Linked DNA regions of Sus scrofa: region 2 is linked to region 1. The links are chromatin contacts, called in public Hi-C maps. All regions are on one chromosome and are shown on one strand. Each heading gives the region's core, a stretch centred on a gene start, on an enhancer-like site or on the middle of the called end of the contact. The rest is flanking DNA. Distances are from core to core; before and after follow the strand shown. Region 1 overlaps ARHGAP22 (rho GTPase-activating protein 22). Region 2 holds the start of ARHGAP22 (rho GTPase-activating protein 22).

Evidence for each region. Hi-C and Micro-C count contacts between places; a contact is called where the count stands out from the background.
Region 2: a contact with region 1 is called in a Hi-C map of omental adipose tissue, with 1.6 times the contacts expected there. The contact joins the promoter of ARHGAP22 here to the enhancer-like site in region 1. A contact is called at or near these places in 10 of 47 Hi-C or Micro-C datasets (embryonic fibroblasts, epiblast stem cells, fetal heart ventricle and 6 more) and 1 of 2 datasets of contacts at active chromatin or transcription factors (skeletal muscle).

What each region holds. Positions count from the first base shown.
Region 1 is chr14:89,118,856-89,125,153 of Sscrofa11.1, forward strand. It overlaps ARHGAP22 (rho GTPase-activating protein 22), which reads right to left. Exons shown (of 11, transcript XM_021073072.1): 7 at 3,622-3,754; 8 at 2,460-2,533; 9 at 1,792-1,913. Among named protein-coding and RNA genes, the nearest start is that of MAPK8, 130 kb to the left of the region's middle. Within about 2 kb of position 3,381, at least 11 of the 83 cell types and tissues checked have an H3K27ac peak or open chromatin away from gene starts, as enhancers often do. A contact at or near this core is called in omental adipose tissue, where this site is marked.
Region 2 is chr14:89,327,299-89,333,596 of Sscrofa11.1, forward strand. ARHGAP22 (rho GTPase-activating protein 22) reads right to left here and starts at 4,090. Exons shown (of 11, transcript XM_021073072.1): 1 at 3,860-4,090.

The DNA of each region.
Region 1 (6,298 bases), core at 2,131-4,630:
GAACCCAAAACCAGGCTGCCTCTGAAGTGAGGACGCACACAAGAGCTTGCCAGCTGCCACCCTGAAGGAGAGGACAGCCACCACACTCTCCAAATCCAGGCACGATCAGCAGGACCACACCCGAGAATCCCCCTCCTCCAACATGGGGCCTGGAGCACAGAGAGGCACTGTGCCTTCTCGCCCACTCCAACCAGCTGGTGCGAAGAGGGGCAGGTACATGCCCACTAAGGCTGCAGGGTGAGCCAAGGGCAGGGTGAGGCTGGAAATCAGGGCCTGGGTGGCAGTGCCCTCTCAGCTGCCCCACACGCCCCCCCCCATGCTGCCCATAGTGGCTGGGCCTGTCCACACTCTGGGGGACACAGGGTTCTGAGACACGGGATAGAGATGTCTTACAAGTGTCCGTGGGCACACTGCACAATCTCACACAATTATACACACACAGTTCCACACACACACAAATGAACACAGCCACCCCGCAACATGAACAACCCCAACACACACATACACAATCCCCCTTCTCCAGGCCACATCTGCTGAGACGCAGCCTGCGGCCTCTGTGGGGATTCTGTTTCTGAGGCTGTGGGGTGGGAACAGGGGTCAGCGACCAAGGGAGGCTGTACAGAGGGACCACCTGCCTGGTTCCCTCAGGTTATCCTCAACCAAGGAGCAGAGACTGCAGTGAGGAAGGTAAAGTGCTTGTGTGGACCCTCCCACTGGAAGTAACCAAGAATCCTGGAGGAAATGAAGAATCTTTAGTCCAGACACAAGAACTCGGGAAAGTCAGTAGAGTGAGCGTTGGCCCTCTGGCATTTGTGCTACCTGACAGGCAGGAGCTGGGGGCCTGGGGCCAGAGACACACCCATCAGGCCATGCGGGGGCTGAGCAAGAGCACCGTCCCCAAGGGCCACACCCTCAGCCAGCGGGGTGGACAGCTCCAAGCCCACCGCACACCCCCTGCATCTCCCCTGCATCATGTTCAGTGAAGAATGGCAACTCTGCCCTCAGCATGCTTAGCACCAGGGGGCAGTGAACTCCGGCTGGCACAGGGCAGGGCCCTTGTGAGTCCTGGCCAGCCTCTGCAGTCCTCAGCTGGGGCTGGCTGCGGGGTTCCTGTCGGAGCGGCCAGACCCTCCCACTAACCCCGCTGGGACAGTCGTCCATGGCACCTCCAAGCAAGGCTCTCATTTCCATGCCAGCCTGCACCTGTGCCCTTTGAAAAGTTGGGCTGACAGGGTCACCCTGCCTCTCTGAGCCTGTCTCCCGATCTGTAAAATGGGGGCATAACTGCAGCACTGGCTGCTTATGATGATTAAAGTGAGGTAAGAGAAGTAGAGGCCCTGGCATATTGAAAGCAGCTGCTGGTACCATTTTTTAAATTATGGTTTTTTTCATTATAGAACAGAATATCCCCAGGGTTTGCAAAGCTCTGACATCCAGAAGAAGCCAATAACAATTACTTAGCCAAAAATGAGTAAAACAAAAACATCTGTGTGTACTGATGGGCAAGGGCGCCGACTTTCTCTATCCCCCCAACCCCAGCCTCTCCCACAAATCTAATTGCACCTTATGACCCCATCCACAGGACAAAGTTCTTCCTTTTATAGCTGACCCCATGGGGGAGGAGGAGCTGGAGGAAGCGGGGGAGGAGATCCAGAGAAGCTCCTGCCAAGTCCCCAGTGATGGAGCCACCCTTCCCTCTGGCCTGGCATGAAGTTCTGAGGACCTTCCCCGGACCAAGGTGAGCCCAGACCCCAGAGCACCCAGTTCTGCCATGCACCCCTTCCCCATTACCTTCCATGATGGTCACCGGATCTTCTATCGGAGGCCGAAGTATGTTAGGTCCGAAAACAGTTGCCAGGTTCTGGACACTCATCTTGTTGACATCTGAGTGAGACTGAACTTCATCCAGAAACCTGCAAAGGGCGGAAGAGACCATTGGCAGAGAAGCAAATACCGATGCCAGATCTACTGGCAGCTGCCTGGCCCCTCTGCTCAACTGAGCCCACGTGTTTCCACAGCTGCCAGGCACAGCCAGCTGCCCCTGCCAGGCTCTGAAGAGGCAGAGCTTCCTTGGCATCTGAGAGGGCCATCAGAAGCAAAGGCCACCAGGACAGGGACCCGTTGTTGGCTTGGGAGGACACCCAGCATGTCCTCTCCAGGCACCTGAGCCCAGGCACCGTCAGGAGGCCAACCCATGGGGAGTGGATGGTGAGAGGCACCCAGAGGAGGAAGAAGGAACAGAGACTGTGTCCCTTCCCGCCAGTAAAGATGTGCTCAGGACTGCGTGACACGCCTGCTTCCACGGGGATTGTAAGGCCTGTGAGTGCAGGGACCATGCTCCTCTATGTTTCCCGCTGGCTCTGCACTCAGGGAGAAGAGAGGGTGGGAGCATGACCCTGGCCCCAGGGAGGACGCAGAGCCAGAGCGCAGGAGAGGGAGGCCCACCCCCACTCACTTACTTGCAGATGTATCTGAGCAGGTTGTAATTGACCAGGGGAAGGCTGCTTACTTGTTTAGCCAACTCCAGGGTCCCCTTGGGATTGAGAGAGGAAAAACAGCATTTTTAAGCCCAGCAACCAGGGAGTTCCTGTTGTGGCACAGCAGAAACAAATTCGACTAGGAACCGTGAGGTTGCCGGTTCGATCCCTGGCCTCGCTCAGTGGGTTAAGGATCTGGCATTGCCATGAGCTGTGGTGTAGGTCACAGATGTGGCTCAGATCTGGCGTTGCTGTGGCTCTGGCGTAGGCTGGCAGCTATAGCTCCAATTCGACCCCTGGCCTGGGAACCTCCGCATGCTGTGGGTGCAGCCCTAAAAAGACAAAGGACAAATAAAATATAATAAAAAAGACCAGCAACCAGGTCCCAACCTTTCTCCCACTGGAGGGAGGTGGGCTGAGGAGGCGGTGGGGATCAGAGTCCAGAACTCCATCCACAGCCCATGGGCCTGGCCCCAGGTGATCAAAGGGCTCCACCACTTCCATCTCCCTTCCAGGAGCGGCCAGGCCAGGCTTGTGACCTCTGGGCGGGGAGAAGCCGATTTACTCTCCAGAGGCTGTTGTGAGGGATGTGCCTCTGCTGGGCCACAGAGGAATGTCAGGGCCAGCGCTCAGCTCACTTATCGAGGCACAAATATTTGCCAGATAAAGACCCCTCATCTCCCACATGGCCAGAGGGAGGACAAACAGTCCTTCCCCGGCCCGCCGGAGCCAAGCAGAGCTGCAGGCGGGCGATGCAGGGTGGGGGTGGGGGCCCTGTCCGGGGAGCAGTCTCGGATTCTTTTGGGAGGAGGCACGATAGAAAGAGATGAAAGGTCTGCTTGTTTCCAACCCCATGGCCGGCCTGGGTGGCCTGAGTTGGGTATGGGAGCAGGTGTGCCTATAGGGTAGTGGCTGAGCCTGGGGACCCTGCATACAGGGGTACAGCTGGAACATGGCTGCTGCACAGGGTACCTGTCCCTCCAAGAGATCGAGATGTCCCAGCCCACCCCAGACTGGGAGATTCCACACGCAGAGCAGACTGCAGGATCTACGTGCCATGAGAAGTTATGGAAAGTCCTGTCTCCACATGTCCCCACCAACTGGCAGGCCCACCCCCCAGGATGCGTCCCCGAGAGCCACTAACCTCCCCCTCGTCCTTGGTGAGCAGCTGGGCGCAGCTGAGGAAGTCCTCGTACCTGGCGAAGGGGACCACAGGCTCGGGGAGCTCCCGCAAGTACAGCTTCAGCAGGGAGGCCACCGTGTGCACATCTGTGGTGCTGTGGGCAGAGGGACGTGTGTGAGGCCCGGGCACCAGGGAACCACAGGAGAGACCAGCGCCTGCCCCATCCCCCTCAGGGGCAGCCTCTGCTCTCACGTGTGTGTGCACACTTACACACCTGCACTGTACTGCGACGGCCACCTTCCACTGGCCTGGTGCCTGCCCCAGGGCATTCTGAAGAGCAACCTGGAGCTGCTCCACACCGCAGGTTGGGGAGCCAAGGGCACAGCTGTCCTTTGACCCAACCTAAGCCTGTCCCAGGATCACCCTCCAATGGAAGTGGAAGGGCCACGTCCAAGGCACCCGGCAGGCAGGGCTGCTGAGTTCCTTGAAAAAGCACGATGTTCCTGGGCACCTGCCACCAGCTGGGCAAGTCAGACCACAGGCCCTTCCCCAGCATCTGGGATCCTATTCATACTATGGAAGCCCATTTCCAGAGCCCTGTGTGTCCACCCCCAACCATCTGTCTCTTGCTCAGAGTGGCCCAGGCAGAGGTGGGCGGCAGCCTTGGCCTATCTGGACTCTGGGCTCAGGTCTTGGCATCTCCTCCAAGCCTGTCTTCCAGGCTGGGGCTGGGGCTGGGTCCGAGGTTTTTCATCTGCTTTTCTAGGGCCCTAGATTTAAATTGTGGAGCTGCATTTCCCTTGGGAGGTGCTCAGGAAAGATGGGCCTGGAGCCAAAAGAATATGGCTGGGCCATTAAGTACCACCTGCACCTGACTGTCTAAGGTTGGTATCACTGACATAAAGCCCTGGGGTCTCTTCCGCTCTGGCATTTGGGATTCTGGGGTTCTATATGCCCACATGCACCTGGAACTCACACACCCAGGGCCCCTCCTGTCTCAGGACAGGTGGCTCTTAGTTTGGCCAACTGAGCAGCCCTCATCCCTGCCCCCACCTCCTCTCTCCAGCCAGGCATGCTGCTGCCCACACCCTTCACTGTCTGCCCCCAGCCACCTCCTCCGCTGACACCCCCACTTCCTGGGTGCTTACATCCCCAGTGGGTACCCAGCCTTGAGCCCAGCATCCTTCCCCCCGCCCCCCCAACCCCAGGGACTCTGAGCTCACTGCCAGCCACTGTATGAGCAGGAGCCCCAGGAGGATGAAAGGACAGGAAGCAAGGAGGATGGCCTTTGGATAAGGGCCAGCCCTATGTCTCCCCCTAGTGGAGGAGCTGGAAGCATTTCTGATCTGGCGAGCAGATGCAGGCAGACCTTGCCAGCCACATCTCTGCCCAAAGCCCCATCCCAGCTCCTCCTGGCTGCCCACAGGTTCCCACGCTCCCTGGCCTGGGAAGCCCAGCCCCAGCTCACAGTGCCAGGTGACTGCCCTGACCGCCTCACCTTCTCTCCTCCCTCCCTAGAAATTCACATCCTCACCCTCTCCCTACTCGAGTCGGCTCAAGGCTTTTTCTTGGTACTTTGTTCCTGATCTCCCCTCAAACCCTCCCCTCCTCTACGTACCTGCCTGAATCCAGCCCCTAGCCCCCAGGCCCAGAACTCAAGGAGAATGTCCCGCAGCCCGTAGCACTATGGGTGCCAACAAGCCTGTGGGCTCTGGAAGGGCAGGTGTTGTCACCTGTCCTGCTCCCTCTCAAGACCAGGCTCCGTGTGTGGTGGAGAGGGGCTGGGTACACGAGCAAGGAGGGCGACAGCTGGAGACAAGAGGCTCACCCTGGGGTCCTAATCAGCTTCTTCCCTTGCTGTTGCACAGCAGATAACCCCTGAGTCCTGGTTTCTCCATCTGTAGGACAGATGACAATGCCTCCATCCCCCTGAATCTCTTCATTCCCAAAGACCCCCTCGCACACACCAACCCCAGTGTCCATCCAAACAGAGCCATGGTCTCCTGCCCACCCCCACACACCTCACTCCCCTGCAATCTACCTTCCACACGGCAGCCCAGCCCATCGTGCCCACCCCAGCCCTCTGAGGCCTTCCAGCCACCAGCACTACCTCCCTTGGGGCTGGGCTGTCTGCTTCTCCAGCCTGCTCTATGCTGTGGGCCAGGTGGGAGGCCACTTGGTGATGTGAGCCTGGTTCCCGATGTGCATTTACTTGTCATCTGTCCCAGCCCCATGAGGGCGGGTCCTTGTCTGCCTTGTTCATGGCCCCTGCCCCATGCCGGCCAAGTGCTCTCCCTCGATAGACAGGTGTTGAGTGACATAAAAAGGGTTTCTGTGAGAGCCACCAGGGTCAGTCACAGGGGAGACCCTCCTCTGTGCTTGGCAACAACATAGATGGGGCTCGGAGAGCTGCTACTGGCCAGGAACCAAGGACCAGGGTGGCAAGGAGGGACAGGAGTGGGGACTGTGGCTACCAGGCCCAGTACAGCTCTTCATGGAAGAGCAAGCCCAGGACTAGAGGCTGATGTCTCTTACAGCGCAGAGTGTGGACTATGCCGTGGGAGCAAGCCAGCTCTGCCCAAGATCGCCTGTGCCAGCGTGAGGGCGAAGGGAGCGGCCTGGGACCCTTCTGTCAGGGAGTGAAGAAGAGGCGCCCTGGGACCCCTGTGTTGGCCGGGGGGGGGGGAGATGGGCACAA
Region 2 (6,298 bases), core at 2,840-5,339, 210 kb after region 1:
CCAGACTTCAGACAATACTACAAAGCTACAGTAATCAAAACAGTGTGGTACTGGCACAAAAACTGACAAATGGATCAATGGAACAGAATAGAGAGTCCAGAAATAAACCCATACATCTATGGCCAATTAATCCTTGACAAAGGAGAGAAGATAGTCTCTTCAAAAAGTGGTGCTGGAAAAACTGAACAGCTACATGTAAAAGAATAAAATTAGAACATTCTCTAACACTATATACACAAATTAACTCATAATGGATTAAAGACCTACATGTAGACCAGATACTATACAACTCCTGGAGGAAAACATAGGCAGAACGCTCTGACATAAATTGCAGCAATATTTTTTTGGAATTTATCACCTAGAGTAATAGAAGTAAAAGTAAAAATAAACAAATAGGACCTAAGTAAATGTAAAAGCTTTTGTACAGCAAAGGAAACCATAAACAAAACGAAAAGACAACCTACGGACTGAGAAAAAATATTTGCAAATGATGCAACTCACAAAAGATTAATTTCCAAAATATACAAACAGCTCATACAGCTTAATATCAAAAAACAACTCAATCAAAAAAAATGATCAGAAGACTTAAATAGACATGTCTCCAAAGAAGACATATAGATGGTCAATAGGCACATGAAAAGATGTTCAACATCACTAATTATTAGGGAAATGCAAATAGAAACTACCCTGAGATATCACCTCACACTGTTCCAAATGGCTGTCATCAAAGAGTCTACAAATGGTAAATGCTCAAGAGGGTGGGGAGAAAAGGGAACCCTCCTATACTGCTGGTGGAAATGTAAGCTGGTGCAGCCACTATGGAGAATAGTATGGAGGCTCCTTTGAAAACCAGAACTACTATATGATGCAGCAATCCCCTCCTGGGCATACATCTGGAGAAAACTCTAATTCGAAAAGTTATATGCACCCCAATGTTCATTGCAGCACTATTTATAATAAGCCAAAACATTTAGGAAGCAACCTAAAAGTCCATCAACAAATGAAAGGATAAAGAAGATGCAGTACACACGTGCACACGCACACACTAGAATATCCCTCAGTCATAAAGAGGATGAAATCATGCCATTTGCAGCAACATGAATGGACCTAGAGATTATCATACCAAGTTAAGTCAGAGAAAGACAAATATCATAGAGATCACTTATATGTGGAATCTAAAATATGACACCAATGAATTTATTTATGAAATAGAAACAGATTCACAAACATAAAAAACAAACTTATAGTTACCAAAGAGGAAAGGGTGGGGGAAGAGATAAATTAGGAGCTTGGATTAACAGATATAAACTGCTATATACAAAACAGATAAACAACAAGGTCCTACTGTATAGAACAATATACTCAATATTTTGTAATAACCTATAATGGAAGATGATAAGAAAAAGAATATATATATATGTATAACTGAAGCACTTTGTTGTACACTTGAAACTAACACAACATTGTAAATCAACTATACTTCAATTTTAAAAAAGGCACCAAAGTAACTCTGTGGGGAAAGGATACAAATGAAGTGGGAACAAATAAACACAAGGAAAGGAATAAGTAACATACATGAAAACTAAAATGAAATGAGCATAGACCTATAAACATGACCTAAAATTACTAAACCTCTAAAACAGTGCTACCCAATGGAAGTATAATTTGAGCCACAGATAAAATTTTAAAATTTTAGTAGCCACATTTTAAAAAGTAATGGGTGAAAATAATTTTGATATTTCAACTAAAACACTCAAAACATTATATATAACTTCAGCATGTAACCAATAAGGTTATTGATGAGAAAAAAGGAATGTTGGACACCAGCTTTAGGAGCTAATACTTTCTCCTTCAGGTCTAGCAGGAAGGAAAAAAACCTATCTTCTTGTTTCTCTCTCAGAAGTGCTGGGCAGCTTTTCCTATTTCTCCAAATATCTCTTCCCTTAAGGCCTTGATTGGGCAAACAATCCACCCCTGAAACCACCCTGATGGTTGGGAATGAGATGTGTTGACTGCCTAAAGCAATCTGGCTTCCTCAAGGCACATGGGCTGGTACAAGACAGAGGTGTTAAAACAGATGCAAGGGCACAGTGATCAATCAACCCAAGGCAGGTTGCTCTAAGGTTAAGGTAAACGAAGACTGCTGCCCAGGGTGTGTCTGTGTGCACGTAACAATGTCAGTTCTTCCCCTCGGACATGTGCATTGACTTTACTTCTTTCCGAACCTGGGCAGGTCTAGGACCCAATCTCAGCTCTGCTATCACAGAACAGAGGTCTCCCTGGGAGACAGTGAGCGGGGCTGCTGTCCTGCCTGTGCCCTGTGCAGGTCCTTGCCCCTCACGGCCCACCTGCATCATGCAGGGATGGTGGTGGTATATATATGTCTGTGGGGGTGGGGGAGGGGCATGATTGTACCAGGAGGGCTCTGGTTGGTGGAGTGAGTTTTGCTGACCTCAGCCTGCAGCTGGGATGACAAGGCCCTGGGGGATGGGCATCTGCTTTGGGGAAAACATGGCTGGAAGGGCAGGTATGGTGGGCTCTGCTCTCCAGCTGGGGAGAGTGACCTAGGGGCAGAGGAGTATGAGAACTGTGCTCCCATCACCCACCCCAGCCCTTGCCTGCCCCTCACCCACCTTCCTCATCAGTGGTGTTCAACAGCAGGCCACAACCTGGCTAAGTTCAGCACAGAAGGGGCACAGCTCCTGGACCTGCCATGGAGAGCCAGCTGGGGATGACTCAGCCAGGAGCAGTTCTAGTTGGCACCGGCCCCAGCAAACGGGCTCACCGTGGGAGTAGGTGCGGGAACACCAGGTCCTTCTAGAGCCCTGTACCTGGGCATCACCTCACTCACAGGCATTATCAATATCAACAGCTAGAAAGCACTTAATAGGCACCCACAGGTATTGTTAATATCAACAGCAAGTACTTAACAGGCACCCACTGTGGACCACACACATTAACCTGATTCAAATTAACCCAGAGGTGACTATTTCAGTGGAACTGTGCGAGTCATCCTAAGCCACACGGTGTAACACGGTGCAGGTGGGGGGGGGGATTCGAACCCAGATTGCTCTGGCATTCTCTGCAGCCCCATTCTTCAAACTTGGACAGATGGTCCCGGTTGTCCTGGACTGGCCTAGCCATGTGTTCACCTTAAGGCTCCTCATACATCTCCCACAGGGCCCCCTGGCTTCCAGCGTGTGTGGGCACTGGGTAAAGAGCACCCCATCACCTAGTGGACACCTGGGCCCTGGCAGACAGGGGGGGGCGCCCAGACTTCCAGAAAAGCCTCCTGCGTGTTGCCCGGCCTAGGGTCTGCTCACCTGGTACGGAGGAGCCGGACACCTCCATTTCCGCTGCACAGAACCTGCCTGGGGATCCCTCTTCAGGGCACTGGCTGGAGGGAGCACCTTGGGCTCCCTGCCCCCTCTTCTCACCCCCTGGGCCCTGCCGGTCCTGGCCCTGCCCCCAGCCCCCATGTGACCAGCGGGCAGGACTAGGAGGAAGCTGCCCAGGCGGAACATTATCAATCAGGTCCAGGCTCCCTGGCTCCTCGGTGCCTCCGGGGATGGTGCGTTGATGGCCGTTCTTGGCCTGCTAAGAGGCTGCCGCAGACTCTGCTCAAGAAATGTTTCCCCAGTGAGGCTGACCTCTGCCAGAAAGGGCTGGGGCTGGGCGGCTCGCGGCGGCAGGCCTGGAGTTTGACTTGGTGCAGAGCGCCCCCTGGTGGGCACAAGCCGGCACTGTCTCCCACGCCCCTGGACAATTGCCTCCTTCACAGCCCCAGCTCTGTACGCATTCCTCCCTGCCTCAGGACCCCCCAAGCCCCAAATCGCCCCACCCTGATCTGCAGCCTCACCTTCTCCGGGCCATGGGCTGCTCGCAGGTGTACGGGATTCCTGGGGCTTCCTACACAGTCTTCCTCTGAGAAGCTGGACTCCGTGCTGCGCTGCTCAGTTCTGTCTTGAGTACCGGGAGGAAGTTGGGGCTGGAGAAGTCATTAGCAGGGGAGGAGCCCTCAGGTTGCGGAGGGAGGAGCTGAACCACTTCCCAAAGTTCCAGCATCACCAAAATCTCCCCCATTCTGTGGATAGGGAAAGAGATCAGAAAGGTTCAGTGCGTTTTCCAAGGTGACGGATTACAAGCGACATCCCTGCGATTTGAAATAAAGGCCAGTTGATTCGAAAGCCAAGGCCAAGGAGGGAAGCAGGCAGATGGCCCTCCATGATCTGCCTCTCAGTGGAGCTCTGGTGGACAGAGAGCCCTCTCTCCAAGGGTGGGCCGGTCTCCTCTTCACCTGGACTCAGAATGGCCCCACTCTTGTTCCTCCCTGATGAATGCAGGGGAGGCCGGCTATGGCCTGGTAGCCTTGGAAAGCCTGATTCGGCATCTGGGCAGAGCCAGGGCTGGGGTAGAAGCTCGGTCAGGCCAGCCTCAGGAAGGTGGTGATGGCAGAGGCAGGTGATCACCCACCCTAAGTATGCGGTAACCTCCCACTGGCCCCTGGAGGCTCCTGGGAGTGAGGCAGGGTGGACCTGGGTGGAGAGGAGTTGCTGGTACAGGTCCTGCTGCAAGGACAGAACTCAGGGCTTTCTGAAGAGCCAGGTGTAGCGTCCTGCTCTTGGACCCTCCTACTGGGAATTGAGTTGGCAATCAGCAAACTAGGCCTTCTCTGTGCTTGAATGGAGGAGGGCTAACTCTCTGTTCAGACCTGCTGGGGGAGGTGGTGGAGCTGGTGTGGAAAGAATAAGGGCATTAGAGTCAAGCAAAGTTGAATTTGAGTCCTGTCATGGACACTTCTTAGCTGAGCCCCTGGGTAAGTTGCACTGTGTCCCTGCACTCCATTCCCCATCTGTAAAATGAGAATAATGCTGCTGACTCCAGGGTCTGTTGTGAGGTAAGTCATGCAAAGAACTCAGCTAAGTGCTCAGCTCTGGTCCTCACACCCCGATGCAGCCAGTGGCACTTAACAGGGATCTAGAAAGGGCTCGTTTCCTCCATCAGCAGCAGCAGCTTTAATTAGGGCAGTATTTGGTTCTCAAACTGGGATTCCTGCACAGTCTAATAAATTGTGCAATTTAATTTAATGTGATAAATTTAAAAATAAGACCATTTTAGAAGGTTTTATACTCAAACACTCTCAGGTGATTTTAGTGCCAGAGTCGCTGTCCGTATTTAAAACCCAATTGGCAGCAGGTGGCAGAGAATCTGGCAGAGAATTTCTTTCATGTGTGGCACTTAGGGCTCTGGTAGAGTGGGTCTCCAGGGGAGCCAGCAGCCCACATGGGGCTTCCTCTTGGGAGAGTTTTGGTGGTGGGGTGACTGGGTGGTGACCCACAACCCTCACCAGGAATTGGGCACCATCAGTGAGCTCACTGGCTTCCATAAAATCAGGGTTCTGTGTAGCGGTTCTGAGGGCTTTAGAAGCCCCCAGAAATCAGGGTGGTCACACAACAACCCTCTAGAGACCTCTGTTCAATGAGCCATTGAACCCTAGCCGTCACAAGCTCAGTCAGAACCATATTGTAAATTGCATTTAATGAAGAATTCTTAGGGGGACTTTTTGTTTTTACGTAGCAAAGTTGTTTTGTTTTTCCAGTTGTTATAAGTTATAAGCATAGGAAGGCTACATACTGTTTTATGGGTGTAAATATTGAAATTGATACTGGAGCTCAGGGATTGTTTCTCCCTTTTTTTCCTGTAATAAACTTGACTCATATTTAATAATAGAGGCAACATTGTTTTTTGAGAAAATGTCAACTGTTAAAGGTTCCTAAAAAGCAATACAGCAGTCTTCATTGTTATTTCCCTAGAGACATCACACTTTTTAACAAATGTATACTAGATGAGTATCCAAAAACAAAAACATTAATCTTACTTGGAGAGAAATCTGCACTTCACACAAGTTTTCTTGCTTTATATAAATCATATTTTCTCTAGCTTAGATTTCCTTTTTAATTTTTCCTTTTTGCACTTTTTGCACTTTTTAATATGCAAAGGCTTTTCATCACTGAGACCACAAAATGACTAATCAGATAGCATTATGATTTAAATCGCCATTTTTATTACTGGTTGTTTTAAGATTGTTTTAAAGCTTGCCCCAGCCTAGGGTTTAGAAAATTTTAACTCCACCAAGTTAGCCTCCCAAACACACCAGGCACGAATTCTTTGATTGAATCACTCAGTTAAGAAAGGTAGTCTTTTCAGCTGTGAATCGCTAATCATCCAATCCATACCAACTGCCATCAAGGTGTCAACTCTTTGTTAGACGCAGAAGCAGCAAAGTAATCACGTTCAA